2 separate regions of the Mus musculus genome follow, and region 2 is linked to region 1. The links are chromatin contacts, called in public HiCAR-type maps. All regions are on one chromosome and are shown on one strand. Each heading gives the region's core, a stretch centred on a gene start, on an enhancer-like site or on the middle of the called end of the contact. The rest is flanking DNA. Distances are from core to core; before and after follow the strand shown.

Region 1 (7,512 bases), core at 2,096-4,595:
TTGGGATCACAGGTATATGGCACATCATCTGGTTTCTTTCATGTTTTCTCAAAATCAAGACGGTATCTTAGTGAGCCAATAGGCTAGTGGTTCTAAACTTTCCTAACACTGCGCCTTTTAATACAGTTCTTCATGTGGTAACCCCCAACCGTAAAATTATGTCATTGCTATTTCATAACTATTTTTCTACTGTTATGAATCATAATGTAAATATCTGAGTTTTCCAATGGTCATAGGTGACCCTGTGAACAAGTCATTTTGGACTCCCAAGGGGTCACAACTCACAGGTTGAAAAACACTACACGTGAGGAATGATCCCAGCTTGTGAAAATGAGCTGCTGCCTTCGACCTTGTTAATTATCTCTTTGGATATTTGTAGAGGTTCATTAACCTCTTTAGATGTAGTTGCCATCAGTGTCACTGACAGCCTGTGTCAACCAGCCCAAGTCCAAGGATGAGAGAACATGTATTTCTCTCTGAGCTAGACATAGAAGGATAGTTCTAAATACCATCACTCCAAGAGTAAACTTTCTAAGTGGTAGTAACCTCAGCTTTTCATACACTGCACAAATTTCAACTCAAACACCTTTGCACAGAAATATACATCACTGTCAATATTTCAGTGAGCCTAATTAATTCCCCATTTCTCTCTCTCTCTCTCTCTCTCTCTCTCTCTCTCTCTCTCTCTCTCTCTCTCTCTGTGTGTGTGTGTGTGTGTGTGTGTTTGTGTGTGTGTGTAGGGCAGAGGAGGACTTCTGGTATGTTCCTCTATTATGATCCATCTTATTTTTTGAGACCCCCTAGCTTTTCTGTGAGCACTGCGGAGTTGATGCAGGCTGTGTAGCAAGCACTTTGCCAACTGAGCCACATTCCCAGATTCCTAAGTTCACTACTTAATCAGGGACCCTTATCAGCAAATGGTTAAGAGCCATATTTAACTATATTCTTGAAATTCTAGTTCCATGACACATGGCCAATATTGCGTTTTAAAACAAACACTAGCCATATTCTTCAGGGCAGAATTATCTCTAGACAGACAGGTAAGAATGATACTATTTGCATATTGTCATTGATGCTCCCTGCCTCTCTATTTATGTAAAAGTCTCTATATAAAGATTATTTGCCACAGAAGAAAGAGCATGTCTAGTGCACTTAAACTGCTGCACCCTAATTTCTCCCCTTTATCAGAGGAAAAACCACTTTTCTTCATGTTTTCCACAGGCTTCAAGCCCCAACAGTTCATCACTTTCCACTAGCCAAGTACAGTGAGAGGTGCTATGGAGATCGTTTTATTTTAATCAATTACTTTTACTAATTAGAGATAGGATTTTGCTATGTAGCACAGGCTGGCTTGAGACTGACAATCCTCCTGTTTCTGCCTTCCTAAACATTGGCATTACAGAAATGGACTATAGTGTCCAGTTCAGGGATACAAGTTTTGAAAAGAAAACTTTTGTCACCCTAACACATGCTATTATAATAATAGCTGACTTCTATTGATTACACATTCTACATGATACATACTGTTCATGAATTACTTCATTCCCTGTATCTACCCTATGAAGATGGTGCTGCGATCATCCACCTTTGAAGATAAAAGCATCAGTTAGAAATGTATCCAAGGCCAGCACATGCTGAAGCTGTAGTCCAAAGGCAATCTGTGAATTCTTAAGGATTATCATGCTCTTATGTATATATTCTAATAGTATTTGATCTAGCTGCACCCAAATTACCTCCAATTCTTTCTGTATATCTTTCCTACCCATTGAAATCTGGCAAGCATTCCAGAAGAATTCCCTGTAATAAGGAAATGTTGGGTCCTGTGTTGTCCAAAAGGCAATCACAAGCTTTATTTGTCTTTTTAGAACTTATATGTATAACTAACAGACTGGAAGTCGTAACAATTGTATTTCATTAAGTTTGAATGAACACATTTGACTGATGGGTACTATTCTGGATAAGAGGGATGTAGACGATGCTAATTCCGATTTCTGTGTGAAGACAAGACTCAGATGAATCAGTCAATACTCAGAAGAATCAGTCAATACTCAGTCACAAAAAAGAATGACCAAAGAATCTTTAAATTAGAAGCACCCCCAATCCCAACCATTTGAGTACAACTCCCCATTCTATTCAGACTTTCACTTTAGTGACAAACTATCCTTAGCATGTGATCCATCATGTACTTCCAGGGGAGATAATGAAGACAGTGTCATTGTTTGGCATTGCATTGGAAAACTTGGGGAACACTCTATCAGCAAGTCACCACTTTGAACACATACTCAGTTATACTTTTGCCTAAGAGAAAAGAAATCAAGGCCTATTTTATTTCTCGTCAGAACCTTGGGTTCATAGGCACAAAAGGGTGCTGACCGAGTTAAAGGGTGGGAACAGTACCTGCAGCAGAGCCTGCACTCAAGGTTGATACCAAAAGGGGTGTAAAGAACACAGAAAGAAGTGTCTCCTACTCAAAGCATAAACATGCAAACCCGATGTCAGAATTTACAGATGGTCAGTGCAAAACCAGGAAGTGATTCCATATTTGCATGACCATGTAACATCATCTGCTGCTGAAATCTCAGAGTCATGGCTGCTAAGGGCTTTGCTCCACCCTCCAGAGAGACTGGCAGTACCAAGAAGCAGCAGCAACCTGGGGAAGCCTCTATGTACTGTGTGTGTTGATGGCTTAGGACACACCTGTCACACACACACTTTTTTCTTCCTGTATTTAAGAGTGATCTTCACGATCAGATCCTCCGAGTCATCTTGCAGTTATAGCCACTGGACTGTAAAGGGAACAGCGTCCAATACAGGTTGGAAGCTCACAGAAACAGGGCCCTGGGCTCATACAAAAAAAAAAAGAAAAAACAAAAAAACCTTCCCACTCAGCTGCTCTCCAGCCCCAGCCAAGAGCCAGCTGAACTGCCCGTTGCTACATCGCATTGCCTTGGCTATAAGGTTTACAATTGGGCAGCTTATAGGATGTTGTACCGGGGACAGAAGAAGACAGTGGGCCTCTTTGCCAAAGGCAATGCTGGAAATGACAGAGGATGAATTTATGGTTGCCCCTAGTCCTAGAGCTGGAAGGTGAAGTAAAAGGACTTTAAGGCTCCAGCAAGGGCTCTAACTCCACATGTGCCCATAAGCGCTAACTTCCCTCCAAGATCCAGACAGGAGCCAGCTAAAAGGGATAAGATTAGGGGCCAGGTAAGCAGACCGTACTCGGTTCACTGACTGCCTGACCATCACAGCGTCACAAATGGCCGGGGCCTGCGGAGGCCGCGCGCGCAGCTCTCCGGGGCGGAGCCGCTGGGCCCAGGGTTCGGGGGCCCGAGCCACCTCGAGGCTGTCCAGCCTGCGGCTCCGAGGTCGCACGGGGCAGGCAAGATGTCGCAGCTGCAGCCCGCATCGCTAAGGCGGTCGGCTGAGCTCCCGGGTCCCAGCCGCAGCAGACGAGTGCAGCGCGCGCCCCGGGTCGGGCGGAGCTAGAGGCGGGCGCCGGGCTGGCGTCGCGCCACCGCAGCTCCCCGCCTTCCGCCCAGCTCGCGCCCGGCGCCCTGACCGTGGGTGCTGCTGCAGGTACCTGGGCGAGGCCTCGAGCACCCCGGCGGCGGCTGCTCGGGCCAGATCGGCACTCCGGAGCCCTTCAGGAGCGCACCCCGCAGCGCCTGACGCCTCCCTTAGCTCCTCCTCGGCGGGCGATCCCCTCCCCGGCCCTCCCCCTCCTCCCACCCCGGAGGATGCGCTTCCCAGCGCCCAGCGGCAGAGGCCACGGCTCCCAGAAATGCGTGCTCCCGAACCACTTCGCCCAGACCCGCGGAGCCCGCGCCCCCGCCCAGTAGGTAGGTCGCCGAGGCGGGGCCAGGCCTTGAAGGCTACCGGCTGCTGATGCTGCGGCCAGGAAGAACCGGAGCCTCCCTCCTGGGCTGCCGAGGTGTACTAATGGCGCTGGGCGCAGCCCCCGGGGGACCCGAAACGCTCTGCTTGGAACGTTCGAGGCCGAGCCGGGGCGCAGGGCCACTGGACCCTCCTCGCTAACAATCAGGGGACCCTCGGTTGGGGGCTGGGAGAGCTTGGAAGGATAGGTTGGCGCGGAGCTTCTTTGAAAGGAGACCGTTGCCTTTTTCTCGAGCTCAAGTAGATTGTGTCATTGCATTTTTAAAAAACAGGATCAGCAAATGCGTTCTTCCTGTTCTTTTTGCTAAAATGTAGACGACCACGGTTGTTGTTTTAGAGGTATTTAGGGGTGGTTATGAATTTTTGTGTAATTTACAGCTAGCCGAGTGGTATATAAAGTCAGTGGTGCAAACACTTTAACATTTTGGGTGTCAGTTTAAGGAAAGTCTTTCTAGAAATCAGATTACCTAGGTAGGTGATGGATGAGGCTGGCGTGTTCTCGTAGGATAAAGCTGACTGGAGCCAATGGGTTTGAGAGCTGCAAGTTTGATACAGGTGTCGGGAGTTGAGACTCTGAAAGATGCGCCAGCAGAGGCAGTCTTGTCTCCGGCCTCGCCTTCAACTCTGAGCTGACCCTTGCTTTTCTGAGAATCTGGTTGAGTCTTTTTTTCCTGTTCTTGAAATAAAAGTAATACATTAGGGCTTTTAATAAAATTGTTTCCTCTCAGGCTGCCGTTTTGGATTTTACGTTAAGCAATAAGGTTTAGAATTTTGAAAAAATTGTTATTGTAAGCTCCAATTTTATAAGCACTATTTCAGATTAAAGATTTTGGCTAACTGAATCAATATAAATACTAAGAGGACAGAATCACCATCATTACCAGGTCCTCTTCCCCCTGCTACTCCTCGACCACCCCCCCCTTCTCTTCCCATTCTCTAATTCCCCAATGTTGAATGCCTTATAGCTGTTTGTTGGTTATTTGTTGAATGAATGAAATTGTATTTCAAGATACACATTGTATATAACCCAACCATTTAAAATTATAGTATAAGATTGTTGTTGTTGTTGCTAGTGCAATTAACTGTATTTTAAATAATTGCTTCTTTCTATAAACAGGCTAACTTGGTTATTTTTCATTGACATTTCCGGCGTCAACAGCAAGGCTCTGTTAAGGTTCCCTTCGTGTCCACTTTCCAGTGTTATAGCAATTAATACCATTTCAATTTTACTTTAAAAAAACAATTTAGAAGGCAGAATTTATGTTTAAAGAAATCTATTAAGTTATTTCAGAAGGAGCAGTGATCTGGTTAATAAGTAACAGGTAACTTGTTTTAAAGTTGAGCTGTGGTTTATTTTTAATATATATATATATATATTGTTAAAGCTAAAGAGGGAAACAAAACATTTAAAAGCGTCTGTGGTTCCAAAGTAAACTCATATATATATCATATAGATAGAGATTTATTTATTTATTTATTTATTTATTTATTTATTTATTTTTGATGCTAGGAGCCAGATCCAAGATTAGACTCGAGGCTTCTGATGTATTGGGCTAATCCTATTTGAGCAACATCTTCAACCTTAGAAATGGCATTTTAGCTATTTTCTCTATAAATTGAGGTTTTTAGATGATCCTGTGTCTTTTCTGCTTGAAAATGTTTAGGAGAAAAAGACAAACAAAACAAAAACAAAAAATCCGTTTCTGTTTGCCTTCCATTTACACTGTGAGGGTTTGGGCTTTGGCATTTGTTTTTCTGTCACATAATGTAGTGAGTCATCATTAACTTCTTTAAAAAGAAAAAAAAAAGGTTTGTTTATTTTTTATCTATGTGAGTACACTGTTGCTCTTAAAACATGCCAGAAGAGGGCATCAGATCCTATTCCAGATGGTTGTAAGCCACCATGTAGTTGCTGGGAATTGAACTCAGGACCTCTGGAAGAGCAGTCAGCATCTCTCCAACCCCCATCATTAACTTCTCTCCTTAGCACATGTATCAGGGAACTCATTTTCTTTCCTTCTCCCACCCTAATTTCCATGCATCATCTTCCTTACTATCCAGAATATTACCCACAATCCTATTTTCACACAGTGGTAAATCATATAGAGTACTATTTCTTCTCTAATCTAGTTGGATTGTTTCAGATAGGTGAAGAAAAACTTTTAGATAAAAGGTAGGAAGACCAGAGGATATTGTGGGAAGAGAAGGTGTGATTAAACCAATTTGTATGAATAATGTATGAAAATAAAGCAGGCTGCCATGCCCAATAAAGATAGGGGCAATTTTAGAATCTTTCTTATAATCAAGGGTATTGAGTAATTCATTTGTGTTGTTTGTTCTGGAAAACCTGCTATTTTCTAAGAGAGCCTGTAGTTCTGATATGCCTTTTACTTCTTTTAAAATGATGTTTTTATATGTGTGTGGGTGTCTTGCCTGCAGATGAGTCTGTGCACCATGTGCATGCAGTGTATATAAAGGGCAGAAGAGGGCGTATCTCCTGGGACCAGAGTTCTAAACTGTGGTGAGCCACTATGTAGAGGTTTGGGATTAAGCCCAGGTTCTTTGCCAGAGTTCTTGACAGCTGAGCTATCATTCCCCACCCCAACCCCTGACTCCTACAGACATCTTACTTTTAACTTCTGGACAGTTACTTGTTTGTTTAATACCTAGAACTTGAGAACTTTCACGATGTGCTTTGACTGTGTGCTCTGAAATTAGTCAACCAAATGAGAGCTTTTGTTGTTGCTGTTGTTGTTATAGAAGGATGCAGCTTCTAATTTATTTATTTATTTTTAAAAATCTCCAGTGTCCTGAATGGAAGTGTAGCATCTTTAGGGTGTGGTGACTCATATGTTGAGGCTTGCCTCAAGAGCCAGCTGCAACACTGCCTCCACATGCACCACAACAATGCAATTCTAAGCTTCTGTTCTGCATCTAGTCTTTCTGTATCTTCCTCCTGGTATCTGTCATTTTAGGAATCTGTCTGTCCTTTGTTAAATGTGTGTTTTCTAACTCTCAGCACCTAATATTCTTTTTTAAATTAAACAGAATCCTCTCAATTCACACATACTCTAGAATCAAGATTATTAGTATTATGGGAAAAACACAAGGAAGTAAATTTGGATAATCTTCCATTTAGAATATAGGGAATGCACGGTTGAAGAAAAAGATTGTCTTCCTCACTGGGTACACTAAATGCATTTGTTTCTCCATACACAAAGGACTATGGATTGTCAATAAACTTGATATGATTAACTGATAAAAACAAAACAAAACAAAACAAAACAAAACAAAACCGGTTTGTAGAGGTTCAGTTGAACAAAGGTCTTGCCATCTGCCTGTCTTTCTCTTATTTAGACCAGGAGAAGCCTAGCTAGAGCTTTCCAAGCTGTGCAGTTTTGGTTTCCTTGTTCAGCATTCTTGACTGCTTGACATCTCCACCATTACATGCACTGGAAATGATTCACATAGCAGACTGTGGAAAAGAAACTACTGTTAGATCACTTCATAGATGGGACCAAGGGAAGGACTCTTACAACAACTCCTGCTTAAAGCCCATGCAAAGCATTCTGTTGAGCTCTGGGTGCCAAAGCCATCTATCCCCTGAACAATTAA
Region 2 (7,512 bases), core at 2,545-5,044, 2.1 Mb before region 1:
ACTGTACACACATATATGCATGCATATAAAAATCCATCATAGTTCTATATCAAGCTGTAAGCATTAATGCATTACTTCTGTGTATAATGGAGGAGTGAGCCTTCACCTTTTTCACTTCTAGAGGATGCCCAAGGTGCTATGGTCATAGCCTCTTTATTTGACAGCCTATAAAACACTCTGCACTTAGAAAAAGTTCTTTGCTTCCAAGAACTCCAGGTGGTACGAGGTTCAACAAGATAATCCAACATCTCTACTCATCTTATTTAACCAGTTCAGCAAAATCAGTGGTTACTAGTGGCATATTCACTAGAAATTCCGAGGTTTCAATAATTACAATGTGGGCACATTTAGGGAACAACTATTTTGTCTACCACAAACCTGTAGGGAGACAAAAATATGAATTAAGCATATTTTATGTTGGATTTAGCATTGTGATCAATGTTAAAGATCTATGACAGGCAGAATCATGATAACTGGAAAAGTTATAGTAGCTAAGTGGTAGGCATTATATTGAAAGCTTTGTGTATACTAACACAACAGTGCTATGACATATTGTATAGTTAAGAAAACTAAGGCACATTTGTCTAAAATTGGTTGATAAATGGTAGAGTTTGCTATAACAATCCAAACCCTCTGGGTTCAGAGTTCATAAGCCTAATAATAATGACCACAGTCAATCACAACAAAGATGACCCATCATATTAGAATATATTCTGCTAATATAGTCCTATATTTGTAAAAGAAACATTGTATGGAAACAGGCAGAAAGACTTATGATTACTTTAATTTTATTTACTATCAATATTTTAATATGCTCCTTATCCACATTTGTTCAAGTTATCTAATCAGTTAAATGTTATTTTAGTGACTGTAAGGATAATTGTTACTGGTCTATTTGTTAAATGCAATAAAGACTGTGTAAACTTGTAGTGAAACTGCTCAGAGGAGATACACACCCAGGCATGAGAATTTTGTCATAGCTGAGTATGGAGTCACCTCTAACTGGCTTAGATGCTGTGTGCTCAGGACAGACAGTGAGTTGTCCTGAAAGAAAATGAAGTGGGTGTGAATAAACCTTGAAAAGCACTTTAAAGCCATTTGTCAAGGTGAGTCCAGATGGAGGTATGCAGATGTGTAGACATTTCCCCCACAGAATCAAGGTAATTAACAATAGTTATGTCATCAGACAAGTCAAGGAAAGCCCTTAGCACCTCATAGCTAAACACTTTATGACCTTCTTTCTAAGTGAAAATGCAATCGACTTTCCAATTTCAGACATCTCTTTTCTCTACACACTTCTATGGAACAGCTAGGACTCTCAGCTGTGATTAATGTTCCTTCCAGGAAGGTGTTTAGTTCCAGGGACAAAAGGAAAAGCAACAAGAAAGGTACAGCCACCTCAAGGAATGGGATTGCATCTGTAACTAGGGCACCTTTGCAGAAGCCCGGCATTAGCTATGTTGTGTATAAAGGACGTGATAGGAATTTACTTCACAAAGAAGTAAATACTTAAACACCCTCTAAACATGTTTAGTATCACTTCTGGGTGAAACTAGAAGATGGCTGAGAAACTCATTAAAATATCAATGATGGTGTATTGCACAGTGATTTGGGACACCAATTTTTATTTACAGAAGATGAGCATTCCAACTTGACTGTTCTGTCTGAGAACATGCATCTCTTTTATAGAGATACTTCTCCTGCCTAATATTTTAGTTTCTTTTACTTGGGAATTGGCATTGTATCACTTCCCAGGTTTCCTGTAATGAATGAGACAATGTGATGTAGATTCATCAAGTAGATACTAGTTGCATACAATACTGAATTACCATCAATTACATTTGTCGTTGCTACTATACCAGTAAAATATCTACCATAAAAGCCCTTGAGGAATATTTTATTTGATTGGGTTTCCCTTAAGGCAGATACCAGATACAAGATTACATCACAATTGCTTTATTTGAAAGTTGTCCCAGGAAGTCATGGGGACTGGAGCAGAGAGATGAGATGAAATGAAATGGTTACTATTGTAGAGAATCAGGACTGAATGCTGGTGGAGACCCCATGGCATGGACTAATCTGTTTTTGGCATTTCCAATATGTGCGTTGAAAAGGCTGAGGTCATCATCCCCCACCTCTCCTCCGTTGCCCGATAAAGATGGGTTTCAAGGAAATCATTTTATTTCTTAGCCAAGAGCCTCCTCTGCTTAGGAAACAATTCAGTGTGCCCACAAAAAGAGAGGAATGCCATGTGTTGAAAGGTCATAGTTCAGTGATTAAGAATGAGGAAGAAATAGTGACTACAGATAGAATTACGTTTTACGGTACAGTCTAAATGATTCTCAAGCTGATGCTGATGGAAGGGAGACTAGGTCCTCAGTGTGGGTAAAGTTACCATACACAAATGTCGTTTTTCAAGGAGGCTTAAGTCCTACTTGTCTCACGAACCTTGTTGGTTAGCTTTTTTTCTTTTTTTCCGGTTTTACATCTCTAACGATGGTATTTTTTAGCTCCATGAACAGTTCTTTTCACTCACAGCACTTTATTCCAATGGCTTTACTATCCAGTGGATCTCAACAGTACACCCTCTCTCTGTAGCCAGATTAGGAATGCTTTCAGTAGCTGTTGGGACTGTAAATGAAATGCCCTCTTCTGAACACCAAGGTCTAAATGACCATCACTTGCTCCAGCATGTTTTTCCCTTCAGCTTTTTACCCGTAGGTGGCAGCAACAGGCTCCAGAGTGCGTGTCCGCAGGTAACTGCTGCTGTCAAACCTGGAGTATGACCAAGCAAGGACACATAACCAACCGGATGGTGCATGAGGTCTGGTAGATAAGTGCTCAAATTTCATCGGCTCCTTCCATTGTTAAGAAAGCAGTCTGAAGCACCAAAACCAAACTCCTACATTTCCTCTGGCTCCCTACATTTTGCAACTTCAAGAGGCAATTCCGTTCGGTCCTTGTAGCAGGCTAATCTTTGAAACTCTGGAATCTCTGTCCCTTGCTGTCCTTGCCTCGTGCCAAGCACAGGACTGTTGGTTGGCCGCCACCGTGTCCACTTCTCTCCCTCCGCTCTTTGCTGTAAGTGCATGCAGGTTTTCCAGTGGGGAAGAATGCCTTAGCGGCACCCCAGTTGATATCTCACCATCCCTTTTCATAACCGTACTTTCACACACACACACACACACACACACACACACACACACACACACACACACACACACCACAGCTTGCACGTGTAATGCTTCTGGCAGGGTTGCCTCAGCAAGACCGATACCAACAAAGCAAGGCATCGCCAAGCAAGCAAGCAAGCAAGCACGCAAGCAAGCAAGCAAGCCAGCCAGCCATGCCACCGGGACTCCTCCGACCCGATCCCTCGCGTTGTTCCCGCAGTCAACGCCCCCGCAGCTCCCAGGCACCGCGACACCACGCCCGCAACGGCCAGGGCTGCTGCCCGCCACGACCTCTGAGAAGTTGTTGATTGGGAGGGGATCCGCTCATCTAGGCAAGGGGAAGGGCGCCGCAGGGCGTCCGCGCGGCCCCCGCAGCCGCCCCGCCCCTGGGCCCCGCACGCGGAGCGCAGAACAGAGGCGCCCGGCGCGCATCTCAGCCGCCCCGGGAGCCCGCGCACCCGTGCGTGGGGAGGGAGTGCGGGGCGGGCGAGCGCTCGTCGGGCGTGGGCCGCAACTTGGCGGGCCAGATGCCCCAGGGCTCGGCGGCGCTGTCTGCCTGCCGCTGCTGCCCCTGCGGGGCCCGGGCGCGTCTCCTTGGGCGGCGCTGCCCGCGGCGCTGGGAGTGCAGTGAACGAGTAAAGGTATGTGTGGCGGGCGCGGCTGGGGCAGCCGCCGCCGCGCAGGACACTGTCACTTCCCTGGACATTGGCAGCGGCATCTGGGAGCCCTAGAGCCCTGGGCAGGTTCTCCTGTCCTTCCCCACGATCTGATTGGATAAACTGGGGCCTCGACGGTGGCCGACGTGGGACAGCCTGGCTGTGGCAGGGGTCTCGGAAACCATGGGTTATTGCAGTGGCAGGTGCACGCTTATCTTTATCTGTGGCATGCAACTGGTAAGTGACGCTTGGGTTCTCTTATTCTCTTATGTACCATTGAGAGAGTGGGCAGGGAGTGTAGTAAGAGATCTGCCATTGAGCAGGACGGAAGGGAAAAGAAGAGATAAAAGATGCCACATATTACCTGTATTTAAAATGATTTTAGGGGTGCAGCAGAAGTGAGCCTTTCTGCCTTTCCCCGTTTCTGTCCCTCTAAGGACAGTTTTGCAGGTGCAGGTTAAACTTGTTATCTTTAATTTCTTTAAGGGAGTGGAGATGTTGCTCTCCTTTTATGCTTGGCATTCTTGCTAATGTGAACAGGATGGTTGTCATATATATTTTACTATATATGCGTGTAAGTTGAAAAGCAGATTTTCAGGCTTTTATATACTTGTTTTGAAGTATTTATTTATCGTCGCTTGATATTTTCTTAGAATATATTGTCTTATAATTTTCTTAAAAACTCCTTGTTTAGGTCAGATGTGTTCTAGCAGCATTCTGAACTAAAAAGCCACAGTGAGTTCTAAAAGTATGTAGATCAGAGAGAGATACTTAAACTCTGCAACACCATTGCCCCAGAGTGGACCTTTAAAACATAAGAGCTACAAAAATTCCAAGAAGAAATAATATCTTGTCTTCCATAATGTACAATATTGCCACTGAAATTGATGCTATTGTTTGATCTCACAGGATGGGGGATTGTATGTAAGTTTGGAAGAATATCCTATTGCTGCTTTTAAAAAGCCAAGAATGCAAATAATGTCTCGATTTCAATTCCTAAAGGCAATAGGAGGAGGGGCTTAGGGGAAGATAGGGTGAAAATTTATGTCAGTGGCAAATGGTTAATTTGAAATAGGGGGCACTTCTGCAACACCAAGTAGCTTTCCATAGAAAGTATAAATTAGTCTAAACAGTTCCCCTTATTTGTTTTATAAAGGGTTGGGGGCTGTAGAATGGAAGACAATTATTGAAAATCCAGTCATCGCAGGGTGTTTAAATGAACAAGAATTTGCTATTAAAACTGACAAAAGAATTTCTTAAGTTTTCTTCACTGTTTATCACTTGCAAAGACCTGCAGAGGGTTCTTCTTTTATTTCTTTCTTTTCTCTTTCTTTTTTCCTTTAAAAAAACTTACTTAAAGTGTTTGAGGCATCTCAGCTCTGGTATCCCACCGCCACCCAGGAAAGTCCTGGATGGTGTATTCCTTAATCTGTGAATTGTGTATTATGGACTTGGTTGTAAGGGAAAAGAAGAGATCTAATTTTAGGAGCTTTATGTATTCTCAATGCTATGTAAACCAGCTTCTATATCTCTACCCCAGATTCATATAAGTATTGCAGCAAAGAACTATTGCCATTAACAATAGAGCTAACCAGAGTTTACTTTGTAAAACTACCAATGTAACCCAAATATTCCAAGTTGCATTGCATTTCCCAAACATGTGTGTGTGTTGTATAGGTTTCAGAATAGTCTATATTTGCAGTATCACAGTTGTAAAGTGTAAAACTAAGAATAGGTTGGTGGGTAGAACATTCTTATATTCCTCTCAGTTTAGAAACATGGAAGTTAACTCTAAATTGTTTAACGTGAGAGGAGCTTTATTAATGTGGTAGGGCAATTGTATGTAGGGCAACTGTATGTATTGGGATCAGATGACATTTTGTATGATGAATATAAATTCTTAAAATAATTGGAAAATATAAATATACCAGTGAGGAAGCTAAATATACAAACATGATACAGCTGTAGATTTCTTCTGTTGCTCTCTCTCTCTCTCTCTCTCTCTCTCTCTCTCTCTCTCTCTCTCTCTCTCGTGTGTGTGCATATATGCAACTATTTCTTGTAGAGGAGCTAGAATACTTAATGGAAAAGAAACCTTAATAATGACTATGTTCTCCAACAAAATAGAGTTGGCTGTAAGACAGGCATGTTCAGCCTAAGCAAGCGCACAGCTAGGGGTCCTGAGAAGTATTCTATGCTTCATGAGAAAATCCTGGTCTTTTTCCTTTCCCTCTTCTTGTGCCACCAGACTAATATAATTAGCAGCCATGTTAATGCAGAGATAGAACAAAAACAAAGGAGAAAGACAATTAATTGTTCTAATGGAGTGAAATAGTAAAAGCCTGTAGGGCATAAGAGATTCTTGTTCATTGCTGTGTTGTAGAGATATTTATGCAATCTGACATAAAGTAACTCTTTGCAAAGTGTTGTGGAACACCTATGAGTGGAAGTACATGTTTCACTCTATGTTTATAGATACAAAATTTTGGCACATCTTTGGGTTAGTCTGGGAAAATTTTATTTTACATAAAAACCATATTCCCAGCCTAAGTTTTGACTTGTTGTATCATTGGCTGGCAGAGAGATTCCAGTTTTGTTGACTTCTGAAATGTTCAGTGTGTTGAGACTTTTATGCCTGCTTTACTTTCATAAACACAACCTGAGATTTGTTAAAACTACTGGAAGCCAAAGATACCTAAGATTAAATTCTCTTTTTATTAAATAACTTAAGTTTCTAAAAGCATTAATCTGTAATCTTATAAATTGAGTGTTGTGTTTCAGTTGAAAAATTACATCAATTTATAGCTAATCTTAGAAAAGGATGTAGTATTGTTAAGTACTGTAGAAACAGAGACCTCATTTGTCTCATTATTTTCAAAGCAGATGTGGTATTTTGGACATTTGACATGTGAAGAACAGGTTCATAAGCTCCAGAGGCATTTTTCTAGCCAGGAGTGTATATCCTTGCTGTTAATTATATAAAATATGTTTTTAAAATCTCAGTGTTTGACAGAGTGAAGGCATAAATATATGTTTATTATTGTAACATCTGAATATCAGGTCATAAAATAAATGAAAATTCCGCACCATGATAATTTAATCTAAAATTTTATTCAATGAGAAAGTGTCCACAAGTATCATAAATTGAAATTTCCGAGTTGTATGGTTAAACTCACTTTAGATATCAGTGTGATTTTTGTAAAAAAAAAAATAAATGTAATTTCTGGAAAGAGATTTGCTCCTTGGGCAAAATCCAGAAGTTAAGCTCATAATCGCTAGGATGTGATTTCCTGGTTATCGTTGCTGCCTTCACTGAAGATTTCAGATAGTAACAGAAATTATCACCGTGTTTCCAGTGATGGGTTTAGGATTACAGGCCAAGATAGAACATTCAGTCAGCTAGTGAAAGAGTCTACCTTTTGTCCCTCAGGTTTTCTTTGAATCAAACACAACTTTCCATAGTATTCTAATATTTCTCAGTGAAAAATAACTCAACATAACTTATTTTATAATGAAAACACAACTTTATTTCCAAGTAAGTGAGCTTCAGATCACATACATATTGATATACCAGAGTCCTGTGTGGCAAGAAGTATATGTTTCCTCAGCTACTGAAAGATCGTCTAGATTTTCTTACAATGGATTTCCACTTGAAAATTATGTTCTTTCCCTGCGATCTATGA

The links. HiCAR-type assays count read pairs that join an accessible place to other places.
Region 2: a contact with region 1 is called in a HiCAR-type map of astrocytes, with 8 times the contacts expected there. The contact joins the promoter of Nkain2 here to the promoter of Ncoa7 in region 1. A contact is called at or near these places in 1 of 39 promoter capture datasets (hippocampal neurons) and 1 of 115 datasets of contacts at active chromatin or transcription factors (astrocytes).

What each region holds. Positions count from the first base shown.
Region 1 is chr10:30,799,159-30,806,670 of GRCm38.p6, reverse strand. Ncoa7 (nuclear receptor coactivator 7) reads left to right here and starts at 3,345. Exons shown (of 16, transcript NM_172495.6): 1 at 3,345-3,842.
Region 2 is chr10:32,886,197-32,893,708 of GRCm38.p6, reverse strand. Nkain2 (Na+/K+ transporting ATPase interacting 2) reads left to right here and starts at 3,794. Exons shown (of 7, transcript NM_001013411.2): 1 at 3,794-4,066. The coding sequence starts at 4,013.